3 separate regions of the Gossypium hirsutum genome follow, and all the other regions are linked to region 3. The links are chromatin contacts, called in public Hi-C maps. All regions are on one chromosome and are shown on one strand. The core of a region is the stretch at or near the end of the contact, and the rest is flanking DNA. Distances in the headings are between cores, read along the strand shown.

What was found. A called contact is a pair of places that touch in the nucleus more often than the background predicts.
Region 1: a Hi-C map of leaf shows a contact between it and region 3, with 3 times the contacts expected there. The contact joins the enhancer-like site here to the promoter of LOC107933520 in region 3. A contact is called at or near these places in 15 of 34 Hi-C or Micro-C datasets (anther, callus, fibers and 4 more).
Region 2: a contact with region 3 is called in a Hi-C map of leaf, with 2.8 times the contacts expected there. The contact joins the promoter of LOC107933531 here to the promoter of LOC107933520 in region 3. A contact is called at or near these places in 15 of 34 Hi-C or Micro-C datasets (callus, fibers, hypocotyl and 3 more).

The regions. Positions count from the first base shown.
Region 1 is chrA08:102,328,231-102,332,090 of Gossypium_hirsutum_v2.1, forward strand. It overlaps LOC107933530 (a long non-coding RNA gene), which reads left to right. Exons shown (of 5, transcript XR_001693648.2): 5 at 2,021-2,232. Among protein-coding and RNA genes, the nearest start is that of LOC107933530, 5.4 kb to the left of the region's middle. Within about 2 kb of position 1,706, at least 8 of the 9 cell types and tissues checked have an H3K27ac peak or open chromatin away from gene starts, as enhancers often do. A contact at or near this core is called in fibers, hypocotyl and leaf, where this site is marked.
Region 2 is chrA08:102,225,386-102,229,810 of Gossypium_hirsutum_v2.1, forward strand. It overlaps LOC107933531 (rhodanese-like domain-containing protein 4, chloroplastic), which reads left to right and starts at 2,046. Exons shown (of 9, transcript XM_016865766.2): 1 at 2,046-2,998; 2 at 3,474-3,576; 3 at 3,672-3,752; 4 at 3,906-3,980; 5 at 4,080-4,154. The coding sequence starts at 2,343.
Region 3 is chrA08:102,075,487-102,079,361 of Gossypium_hirsutum_v2.1, forward strand. It overlaps LOC107933520 (abscisic acid receptor PYL9), which reads left to right and starts at 1,583. Exons shown (of 4, transcript XM_016865752.2): 1 at 1,583-1,735; 2 at 1,836-2,022; 3 at 2,432-2,647; 4 at 2,722-3,176. The coding sequence starts at 1,897. The coding sequence ends at 2,940.

The DNA.
Region 1 (3,860 bases), core at 456-2,955, 250 kb after region 3:
CTTTCATCTTCTTCTATCAGTTTGGATCTGATCTGTCCAATTCCTCAAGCCAAGTTTTAAAAAATCTAATTTCTACAACTGATCACTTGATGATATCCCCCAAATGCTTTTAACCTCAGTATCAAATGACTCCTCAAGTATCCACCAAGCTTCGAATTTAAATTCTTTCATAGTCAGCCAGTTTTCATTCTTTCGCATGTTGATTAAGAGGGGATAGTGATCGAAAAAAAATGAGTGAGATGTAGAATAATTACCTCCAAAAACATTGCCATCCATTCATCATTTGCAACCCCTCTATCAAGCCTCTCTTAAATATTTGTTTCAGGTAGAATTCCCTTCTCCAATGTGAACCATTTTCCAGAAAACCCCATATCCATTAAATGACAATCTGCTAGGACATTACGAAATGATTCCATTCTCCTTTTATCTCGAGGTAGACCTCTATTTTTTTTAAATCCATACATGATTTCATCAAAGTCCCCGCAGACAAACCAAGGGATCCCTTTATTAGTGTGTATGTTCCTCAATGTAGACCAAGAACTCTCTCTCTTGTGCATATAGTGACCCGTAGAAACCAGTGAATCTCTATTTATTTCATACTTCATTATCATCAACCACCACATCAATGTCTTTTAGAAAAATTTTGAAGCGTGACAGATTTCATTATGGCACGCCAGACACAGTCTTCCTCTAGTACCGTCCAGTTCAACTTCAATCCCGTTTGCATAACCACAAGTATATCGAATTCTTTCCATCTGAATTTTACAAATCTTTGTCTCCTTAAAGAGGACCATTTGGGGATTTTGTGTCTTCAGCACATGTCGAAGTCTTCGGATAGTTCGTGGACTCCCCAACCCACGGACATTCCAGCTCAAGATTTTCATTGCGCTCGGTCGGCTTGCCTCTTGGCAGCCGCCGATGAAAATTGAGTAGTTTCCAACAATCTCTTATTTCTTACTGTCAAAGTATTATTATTGCCCATTACTAATGAGCCCTCTATCTCCCCTCTAGCTCTTTTTTTCCCTTCTTTTTGATTAGAACACCATCTTTCAGGTCATGCTCCATATTGTTTAGGGCTGAATCTTCTAATACTTTTTCCCTCACGTAATTCCATAAAGCCTTTCTGCCTTCCAGATTGAATCCCAAAATTGGATCAAAGAGTTGTCTATACCCTGCTTTTTTATTATCAATAGCTCACGAATTATTTCCATTCATAAGATTATACTCTCGGCCACCATTTAATGTCTCGTCACATTTATCCCTCAACTATACACTATTCATCGCTAAAGACCGTCGAGATTGAGCTCGTAGCGATAGATCCCAGCCCATATTAGCAATTTCCACACCAAGCACCATTTTTGTTTCGCAAAAAAAATCATTATGGCCTAATCGGCCACAGTAAAAGCAAAAAAGGGGATAATCTTTCATACTTGAACTTCACATAAGTGCAATTCCCGCAATATATAATCTGCTTCTTTCTCTTTAACGGGCACCAGACATTTATCTGAACTCTTACTCGCATATAGTTTCTGTTTTCTTTCCCCAGATTCAAACCATTGTATTCTAAGAACTTCCCTACAAAGTTGTCTAATTGTACTGACAAATTTTTAGAAAAAAGACCAATAGGGACATCATGGATCTGAGCCCAAAAAGGTGTCATGAATAGGGGCTCTTTTTAATGGATCCTCCCCTTATTGTAACTTGTGTAATACTAGCAAATGATTATTAAAGGTCCATAGGGACCCTTTCAAAACCCTATACATATCCATAACATGATAAAACTGGAACAAAAATCGTTTTTCTCCTAGATCTCGAATATGGACACCTGGACAGGATGCCAAAGGTTTGCCATAGAACTTTTCATAACAGAAAAATGAATAAGACTGGCTGTTAAAAAGCAACCCACTAACTTGAAAACCTTCGCTTCTTGTTCAGAATTGGGCTCAATTTGGATTTGTAGTACTGCATCTTCTTCCTCATTTAGTGTTAAACCCGCTAATTCAGTCTCCATTGATTTCAGGCAAAGATCCCAGTTCTGAAAACCGTTTCTGTGTAAGAACCACGAAAGATCTGAAGTGCGCCGCCGCCAACCACACTCTCAATAAGAACAAGAAACAATAAAACCTAAAGAAGACGTGCCAAAGAAGGCAGACTGTTTCGTGCTAGGGTAGCAGATCTTGTTTACTTTAATTAAATAGTTCGAGTTTATAAGATTTAAAATTTACCTTTTCATTTATTGATTTGTTAATTTTTTGGTGAAAAAATTGTTAATTTTAAAACTTTTTTTAAAGTTAAAAGTTTCATAAAATTTTCAATTTAAAATAGCATATTTTAATTTATCCTTAAAAAATATAGTTGAAAGTTAAAATTTTTAAAAATAAAACAGAATATAATGTTTATAATAAAGATAAATAATATTTAATTAAAATAAAGTTAAATAATAATTATCTTAATAAATTTGTATATGTTAATTATCTTAATATTTATTTCAGAATCATACTTATTACTTATTAAATGGTTAGTTCTTCTATATTTAAATTGTAAGTTCATATTACACCAAAAAAAAAAATGTAAGTTCATATATCTTATTTATTGTATTGTATTAAATTATGCTGAATATAAAATAAATTTTAATAAATTTAAAATTATTTTTATTTCAAAGTTTTTTTTAAAATTTTATGTAATTTCACTTATCTTATTTATTAAATTTTGAATATTTCATTTTTATAAAAAATACTATACATATTACCAAAAAAAAATTAGCAGACTATTTTTTTATTTTTCAATAAGTTAAATTTATGCTTTTACATTATTTGGAATTTTATTTTGTACTAAAATAAATTATTCAAAACTTTATTTCTAAAATTAAAATGTATTAGATACATATTATTTCTAAAATTTAAAAATAAGAAGACTTAAAACTTTATTTCTAAAAATTATTAAAAATTATCGATTGAGCCTTTGTTCGATTGGCATGAGCATTGTTATCAATGTAGGGGATAATGGTTCGAGTGCGCTGAAGCACATTATCTTCTTATTTATAGGTTGAGGAAGAGTTATGGGTAGTTCTATATGGAATTCTCTTAAAAGGAGCAAATACTAACCCATAATGAACTCTGGATCTTTAATTTTAGTCGAAAGATCTACCACTGTATTCTACGCCTGAGGAATATGTCTAACACGAACCTCCCAATATCGAATAAGTATGTGATGTATCAGTTAGAGTTCCTTCAGCCTACTATCCGCAGCACAACCGGCAAGAATAATTTCAATCAACAAAGCGTTATCACATTTCAATTCCTACTTCCGATATCATTTGTTCCATGCTAAGTGAAGCCCACAAAGAATCGCGCCCTTGCTTCAACCTGAAATGTTGTACATTTTCCAATCGACATTGAAAAACCACATTGCCACAAGCCATCAGCATCTTTAATAACACTTCCAACAGAGACACAAGCCCTTAAAGAGAACACAACACCGTCAGTATTAAGTTTAACATAATCCTCTTCAAGAGGCGACCAATGTGAACCTATTACCCGGGGGTGAGAATAAGAAGATGCAGAATGCATTGATAAAACACTTCATGTCTAACTTGTGCCTAATCCACTATTTCTTGAACACAACTACGGGCATTCGAAAAAACAAACATATTTTGATTCTTCCATAGTAGCCAACAAACAATGGGAAATAAAGAAGGCCAAATGATCCCAACGTTGATACAAAAATTAACATATTTTAAGTTCCACTGCAACCAATCCTCTAAAAGTATAGAGAAAAAATGTACCCAGCTCTGAACTGGCACTAACGTTAACCAAACAACCCTTAGAAAGTAACAATTCCTCACCACATGGATACTATAT
Region 2 (4,425 bases), core at 796-3,295, 150 kb after region 3:
ATAAAATTATAAAAATTAAAAATATTTTCTTACCATTTACAGTTGAATCGCGAAAATGTGGTTTTCATCGAAACGAATAATAGTATTTGTCATTCCAAAACTAAATTAAAATGAATAAAAAACAGAATTAAATCAAGAACTTAAGAGAATTTTAATTAAAATTTTAGAATTAAATTCTTGAAAGATTTGAGAGAATTAAGAGAATTGACAGAAATGGATTTGAATGAAAACATGAGGAAAATATTTGGGTTTATATAGAAATAAAAACTAGTCGTTTTTTATGGTCATTGGCAATTGGACCGTTGGGGGAGGTTACCGTTGGGTGAAAAAGCGTCCAGTTGGACGTATTTCCCCCTTTCTCCAAGATTGGCCTATTCTGGTAAATATGTTACAAATTGGCCTAATCACTTAATTAATTTTTAAAATTGACATTTTTGCCTAATTTAGCCTCTCTCTTTTTTCCCTTCCCAAGAAACCTTAGAGACCGCTGCTCTTTCAGCCGCCGTCGATGGTCCACTACGGCCAATAATGCCACAAAAAAGAACCTCTCTTTTACCCCTTTAACCTTTTTCTTCCTTTCATCCATTGCCGCTGTGAATCATCGTGGTCCCCCATTTACTGCCGCTATCTTGGGCGGAAAACAACACCAATCAAATCCTCTTCCTCGCTTGTTTTTATTATCTGAAATGATTCCCTCCAATATGAAGGTATAATATGTATAGTTAGGTTATATTTCCTTACAAAAGCAATATGATTGCGGGACACGCTATAAATAATGTTAAATGGTTCTGGAGGGCTATCAATTTAAAGTATAGGAGTATGCATTCTTGCAAAAAAGCAAATGAAATCAAAGAGACCAGTATTGTCGTGTTTTACAAATAAAATCGAAATGATATACTAAAATATGGTATAATCTTATATAGAAGAAAAATATATTGAAAAACCCTAAACGATAAATTAAAATACTATATATATAACATTGTTGATGCAGAAGCTTGATCGGAGGAAGAAAGCCCAGGCTTGGCGCAAGCTCACATGATGGTAGCGCAAGATCCCCATCTTAATTCATGAGCAAAATTTGATAGACTTGGTCCAAGTTGAGTGTCATGTTTCACACCCTAAACTTTGGTTAGCACTTTTAACTTAGGTAAGATTTAGCATCTGAAAAAAAAAATTTAGCTTTAACTGACAATGTTTTTTTTTAATTTTGATTTATGTAATGATACGACACTCTAATATTGCATCACATCATCATTTAAATATTTTATAAAATTATAATTTTTAAGCGATAATATGATGATACAATATCAAATGTGTCAAATGAATAAAACTGAAAAAGTTGTTAAGTTTGAAGATTAACGAAAATAATTCAAAGACTAAGTAGAGGAAAATTATCAAAATCATGACTTTATCTCTTTTTCTAAGGTTTAATAAGTAGAGGAAAATTATCAAAATCATGACTTTATCTCTTTTTCTAAGGTTTAATATATCATTTGGTACTTGAATTTGATATATTTTTTTAATGTGGTACCTGGGTTGTTTTTTGGTCTAATTTGATATCTATATTTGACAAAAGTTATATTTTTTTTATACCCAAAGGTTACAATGCTAACTTTTTTATTTGGATTTTAGGATTCATTTAATGAAAGTTAATTGCTAATAGTATTATGTTTGAATTTTTTATGATTTTGTTAATAGAATAAATGTAGTGTTAATTGTGAATTTATTTAATTTTCCATTTAATTTGTCAAATATAATCTAATTAATGTGAATTAATTCAGGTTTAGGATTGATATGATGAAAGTTAATTGCTAATATTATTAGCTAATAATTTTTATAAAATCAATTCCAAAACTTGAATTAAAAATTAAAAAATTAATATTGATACTTTCATGTACCTAAATATATATAATTTTTGTCAAATATAAAAATCGTATATTACAATAAAAAAAATTCAAACTAAAATACCAAATTAAATGGTAAATTAAAAGATAATTAAGTGTAACGTTTTTGCTGTATTAAAAGGAAGGTACTATAGTTTAGATGCACTATTGAATTTGTGCAGACAATTATTAGCCACACAAATGAGTTGAGATGAGGAACAGTCCTAAAGACATGATCAAAAAGCCTCTCATCTCACTTCCAACGTGTCATGCAATGAGTGGCAGAGATCTCAGAACTCATTCCACCTCACCACCATTTCATCATTCAAAGTGCACCTTCCAAAGCTAAGGGTCTCTGAGCCTTGTTGTCATCCAATCAATTCCAACAAAAATCCTCCATTGTTGATGGTTCAAGCCTTTCCATCATACATTTGACACCCATCTCTTTGCATAAAAATTATGCAAATGAGGACCCTCAATGCAGCAACTCCAAGTTTGACACCTCTCTCGGTTCTTTCTGAGACAAGAACCGAGGCCAGAAAAGCACCATTGCTCCCCATTGCTTCACCACTCAAACTACCCAACTCCCCAGCTTTTATTAAGACCCAACCAGCTTTGCACCAGTGTTTGTCAAGAACCTTGCATGGTGGTTTACTGCTTCTGTCATCACTTCTCCCCAATGGTTTCGCTAAAGCCTTGTCATACGAGGAAGCCCTACAGCAGACGACGGGATCCTCCTCGTCTGTTAATTTTGACCCAAATGGGATCCTTGATACCGTCGTCAGTTTTGCAACTGAGAATCCCACGGTTGTAGCTGGTGGCACCGTTGCTTTAGCAGTTCCTTTGATTTTGTCTCAGCTGTTAAAGAATCCAAAGCCATGGGGAGTTGAATCTGCAAGGAGTGCTTACGCCAAGCTAGGTGACGATGCCACTGCTCAGTTGCTGGACATAAGGCCTCTCAAGGAGTCTAGAGATGTTGGTAGCCCTGACATTAAGGGATTTGGGAAGAAACCGGTGTCAATTGCCTACAATGGTGAAGATAAACCAGTGTTCTTGACAAAACTGTCTTTGAAATTCAAGGAACCTGAAAATACAACCTTATTCATTATGGACAAGTAAGCTTCTGAAAACCCTATGCCTCGTATATATTTGTTCATATATGAATTCCCAGCATTGTCTATGAAACCTTCGTTTCTAGTTAAGGATCCACTCTTATTGATGATTGTATCACTGTATCTGAGATTAAATGGTTTGTGTGTTGGTTGTGGAGGAAGAATGTAGAACTGAATATGCCTATATGGAGGCTCATTGGCCTTAAGCTACACAATAGAATATGGCCATTACCTCTTTCTTAATTGATCCTGAGTTCCTAACCCATAAATTAACTGCATTTTGTTCCAAGGGTTGAAGGTTTCTAAATTGATAGGCCATACGTTCTTAACTGTTAAAATGTGTCTTTAAACATATGTAAGCATTGGCTGACAAATATTTTATTTGTAACTATATGCATTTTGTTTGTAGGGAAGATGAAACTAGAACTTTCATTTGATTCATCTTCTAATATTGCTTTAAATTTGTGTTGAAAGCCAGATTTGATGGGAATTCTGAACTGGTTGCGGAGTTGGTCACTGCAAATGGATTCAAAGCTGCTTATGCAGTCAAAGATGGTGCTGAAGGACCACGGGGATGGGTGGTATGTGCTGTTCTAAATCAATTTTTTTTTGTTTCTTTCTCCATTTTTTCTAAATTTAGCAATTGCATCTTTTGAGACTGGTTTCAATTCTGCAGAACAGTGGTCTTCCCTGGATACAACCAAAGAAAGGTCTTGACCTTAGCAATTTGACAGAAGCATTCGCCGAGGCCTTCGGAGTACCTATCTTCATCTCCTAATTGCTTATTCACTTCTAAGATTTTGATGTCATAGAGAGACTTTTCTAGATCTTGAATTGATTTTGTTGGAAAGTTCTTCAGCCTTTCTTATTAGTTTTCTTCTATATGATAAATGGTTGTGATAATCTGCAGGGGGGATCAGATGGCCTTTCTGTTACTGTAGGGATTGCTGCAGCTGCAGGGTTAGGCCTTTTGGCTTTTTCAGAGGTTAGGTTTTTGAGTCCTTTTAGTACAGTACCTCTGATTATATATATATACACACACCTCGAAACAACTCAAATTGTGGGTTTGCCATATCTTCTGCAGATAGAAACGATCCTTCAACTTTTAGGCTCAGCTGCTATTGTGCAGCTTGTAAGCAAGAAATTCCTGTATGCAGAGGTAAGTCTCCACTTTATATTAAATTGGATAATCAAATGTCCTAAAATCCTAAGCTCTGTGTAGAAAGTTAGTGCAAGATGAGTAAAGTAAATGAGCATTGCATGGTCCAATAAGTAACAGTACACTCATCCAGTGACTGTTTGTTCTAAATGCTTAAGCTCATACAAAAGGATATGGTTATGAACAAATATGGAATGTGTCACTTAACTTATGTCTCTAGTTCCGTAAGGCCAAAACATAATGGTTTGACTTTCTACTCTGCTATTTGTAA
Region 3 (3,875 bases), core at 333-2,832:
GGCGCTTTCGTGTTTTGCCACCCATTACAGAGTGTCAGGCATGGGTCGTGTATTCCTTTCGAACAGCAGTAGATGTTGAAGTCTCAAATGCATCATTTGGTGATGAAAATTGTACATATAACTCAAGATAGGGTGATTCACTAGCAATATGAGTTTGCACTATTGCCTCCAAGCTACGAGGACCTTTGATGTCGAATGAGTCATATCTCACGGGATCAACCGAAGCACAAAATCGATACTTAATAGACAAAACTTTCATTGGCGTCGTTCCGAAGATTTTACGCCTAATTCTTTTACGAAGTTCTGTCAAATCTATGTCCTGGTTAAAAACCAGTCGTGTTATGCTCTCCGATAAAAAAACAACGCCGTTCTTCGTGTCACGGACCTCACATCATAGTAAATAACAACACTAATACGTTCACTCATCTTCAGTTTCTATTCTACTTTAGCCTCAATTTCTCTTGCTGTAACTTATACAACCTAAGAATGAAATTTGACTTATTTATAGTCTAAGGCCATATAGGAACTACTGTAGCAAAAGAGCGTCCACATGTGAGCTTTTTTCAGTAATTTTGCTGACAGTGCATCATGCTTGAAGCATTTTGGACACCATTTGTTCAGAAACGTCTTCTCAAAATTATTTTTCCATATACTGCTATAGCAAAAGAGCGTCCACGTGGGAGTTTTTTTCAATAATTTTGCTAACAGTGCATCCTGCTTGAAGCGTTTTGGATACTATTTGTTCAGAAACATCTTATCAAAATTATTTTTTCAGATACTACTGTAGCAAAAGAATGTCCACGTGGAAGCTTTTTTTAGTAATTTTACTGATAGTGCATCCATAAACACAATAAAATCCTAAACCTTAAAACCTTAAACTCCAATTTAATTAATTAATCCTAAAACCCTAAACCCTAATTTAATTGATTTTTTAAAATTAATAGTTAATTTAATTAATTAACCATAAACCCCTTATTTAATTAACCTTAAAACCCTAACCTTAAACCCTAAAACCCCAAATCAAGCACAAAAAATCTAACCTTAAAAAAAGAGGCAAAATGCTCCCCCAAGGACGCGTTTTGCTGACACATCCCCTGACTTCGCGCTGACGTGGACGCGCTTTCGGGAAATTCAGACCTTTTCGGTAAATAATAAAAAAATTGGCCTATTTCCGTAAATACTTTTGGAAATGAGGTTTTTTTAATAAATTACCCTAATATTATAATAGTAAAATATTTAAATATTTAAATATTAATTAATTACTTTAATTTTTTAATGGTTGTGAAATATTTTTTTATAATAAGAATTATTTATTTATTTATTTCTCAAAATGGAGTTCACGTTAATTTAATTTAAAAGATTTTGATATGTCAATCAATGAAACTATCCAAGTACGAAAATAGAAAATAGCTGTCACGTTAAAAGATATTAAATGTTTGTGTATGATGCTAGATTAAGGAACATTCACGTGAATTAATTATATAATAAATTTACTAAAATTGATATAAATCTTTTTATGTTTTTTATTTCTATTTTTATGATTTTTAACATGTATTTAAATATAAAATAAGAAAAGTATCTCAAAATATTTGCTATTTTACAAAAATGGAGAGGTAACAGGGTATAGACAAGTGAAGGAAAAGAGAAAAACCTTAATTTAATTACGGAAAGTAAGAGGCTGAGCCTGGTCCCAACCAAATGCCTAAAACCTAAACCAAAAGCAAAAGGCTAAAGAGTAAGGCCCCCTTCCCTTTGTTAACATCCTCACCAAATCTCTTGCTTTTCTTCTCTCTTGCTACTCTCCTCTAATTTTTCACCTTCTGATTTGTTTACAGAGGCAAACAACACAACTCGTTTTTATCCTTATATATCAGTTTGGGACAAAAGGTAGAAGAAATGAACGGTGATGATGCTCACAGTATGATGGAATCCCAGTACATACAGAGACATCACAGGCACAACATCAGAGACGACCAGTGCACCTCTGCTCTTGTTAAACACATCAAAGCCCCTGTTCATCTCGTAAGTTCCTCAGTTTGAGACTCCTCTATAATTTCCCCCCTTTTCCCCATTTTGTTCGTTTTTCTCGCCGCCGTTTAGGCCGTTGACACGTTTTTCTTTCTACTCTCCTATGGATCTGCTGAAACCCAAATCTATTCTCTTTGGTTTGTTACCCAAAATCAAATCAAATCTGTGTTCTTGGTCGAAATTTAACCCCCCCCCCAAAAAAAAGAAAAAAGAAAAGTAAACCTACGAGTATGATGTATTATCTCTGCCTTATTCTATTTTTTTCACGGATAAAAAAGAAAAAAAAAAGAACCCAGACTATTTTAGCCAAGATTATGAATTTCTGTTAACTCGTTGGTTCGTAAAAGTCTGATTTTAACGATGGGTTTGTTGTTCTGTTTCTGTTTTCTTTAACCATGGATAGGTATGGTCATTGGTAAGGCGATTTGACCAGCCTCAAAAGTACAAGCCCTTCGTCAGCAGGTGTATAATGAAAGGGGACCTCGGGATCGGCAGTGTTAGAGAGGTCAACGTCAAGTCCGGACTTCCGGCCACCACCAGCACCGAACGGTTGGAACTTCTCGATGACGAAGAACACATTTTAGGCATCAAAATCGTCGGCGGCGACCACCGTCTCAGGGTACAAAATACTAACATTTCTTTCTTCCTTAACACTTGTTTTCTGTGTCACGGTACTCATTTTGTTGACTGCAGAATTATTCTTCGATCATGACGGTGCATCCCGAGGTAATTGAAGGAAGGCCAGGTACAATGGTGATCGAATCGTTCGTCGTGGATGTGCCGGAAGGGAACACCACGGACGAAACTTGTTACTTCGTGGAAGCTTTGATCCGATGTAACCTGAAATCGTTAGCCGATGTTTCAGAGAGGATGGCTGTGATGGATCAGACACAGCCTATCAACCGATACTAACTGAAAAAGGTGGAATTGTGATGACCAAAAAGAAAAAGACAATCTTTGGAGTTTGTGATATATGATCATCTTTCACTTTGTTATGGAACACTCTTTTAACACCTTTTGGTTCTTAGTTTAAATGCTTGTGTAAGTAGTTTATCTATGAGATATCCGAATTCATTACAAGCCTCCAAAACTACGGTCTTATTTGTAAATATTTAATATTAAGAAGAGATGGGAGAATTTTAATTCCATTTCCCATATTTGAAGCAGCAGCCAGGCCCAGCAGGATGAATTTGGAGAAACCATTTGAAGTACAGTTATGTTTTATGATGGTGTCTATTTTAAGTGGTCTCTTGTTGGGATCATTTTTGGTATTGCTGCTAGTTTTCATTTTTGGAAACTTAAAAAGTAGATATTTGTTGAGTAGAGTTCTCAGCCTATTAATTTGAGTGCAGAAAAATGTCGGTACACCATGGAAATGCACCAAGATTAGCTTTTTCTGAGTCATAATGTTGCACTGCACGTTAACTGATCAAAAACATCTTGTGATGATCTTTGTTTAAAGTAAAAGACCTACCTTGGTGGAAACTGGAAAGTCTTTTGCATTTTCTGCAACAAATCAACTTCAAACACGTGAGAATGGAAGTTGCAAGAGTGAGAGCACGTCATAGAAAGTTGGTAGAACATAATAATTATCATTTCATATCCTGGAAACTTGTAAGGATGTAACGCTTCTAGTTTTGAAGCTGTAACAATGTCATTGGTTGGTTCCATTAAAATGTTTTCTTGTGCTTTCTATAAATGAAGATGAGTGGCTAACGAACTTCACGTTTCGTCTTAATCCGGGTTGTACCCTTTTCCATACCTGTGTATTCAATGATGTAATTGTTTCCAAGAGGATTTGTAATGGAGGAAGAAGATCAAAGGACGGATCTTTTTACTCACTTAAG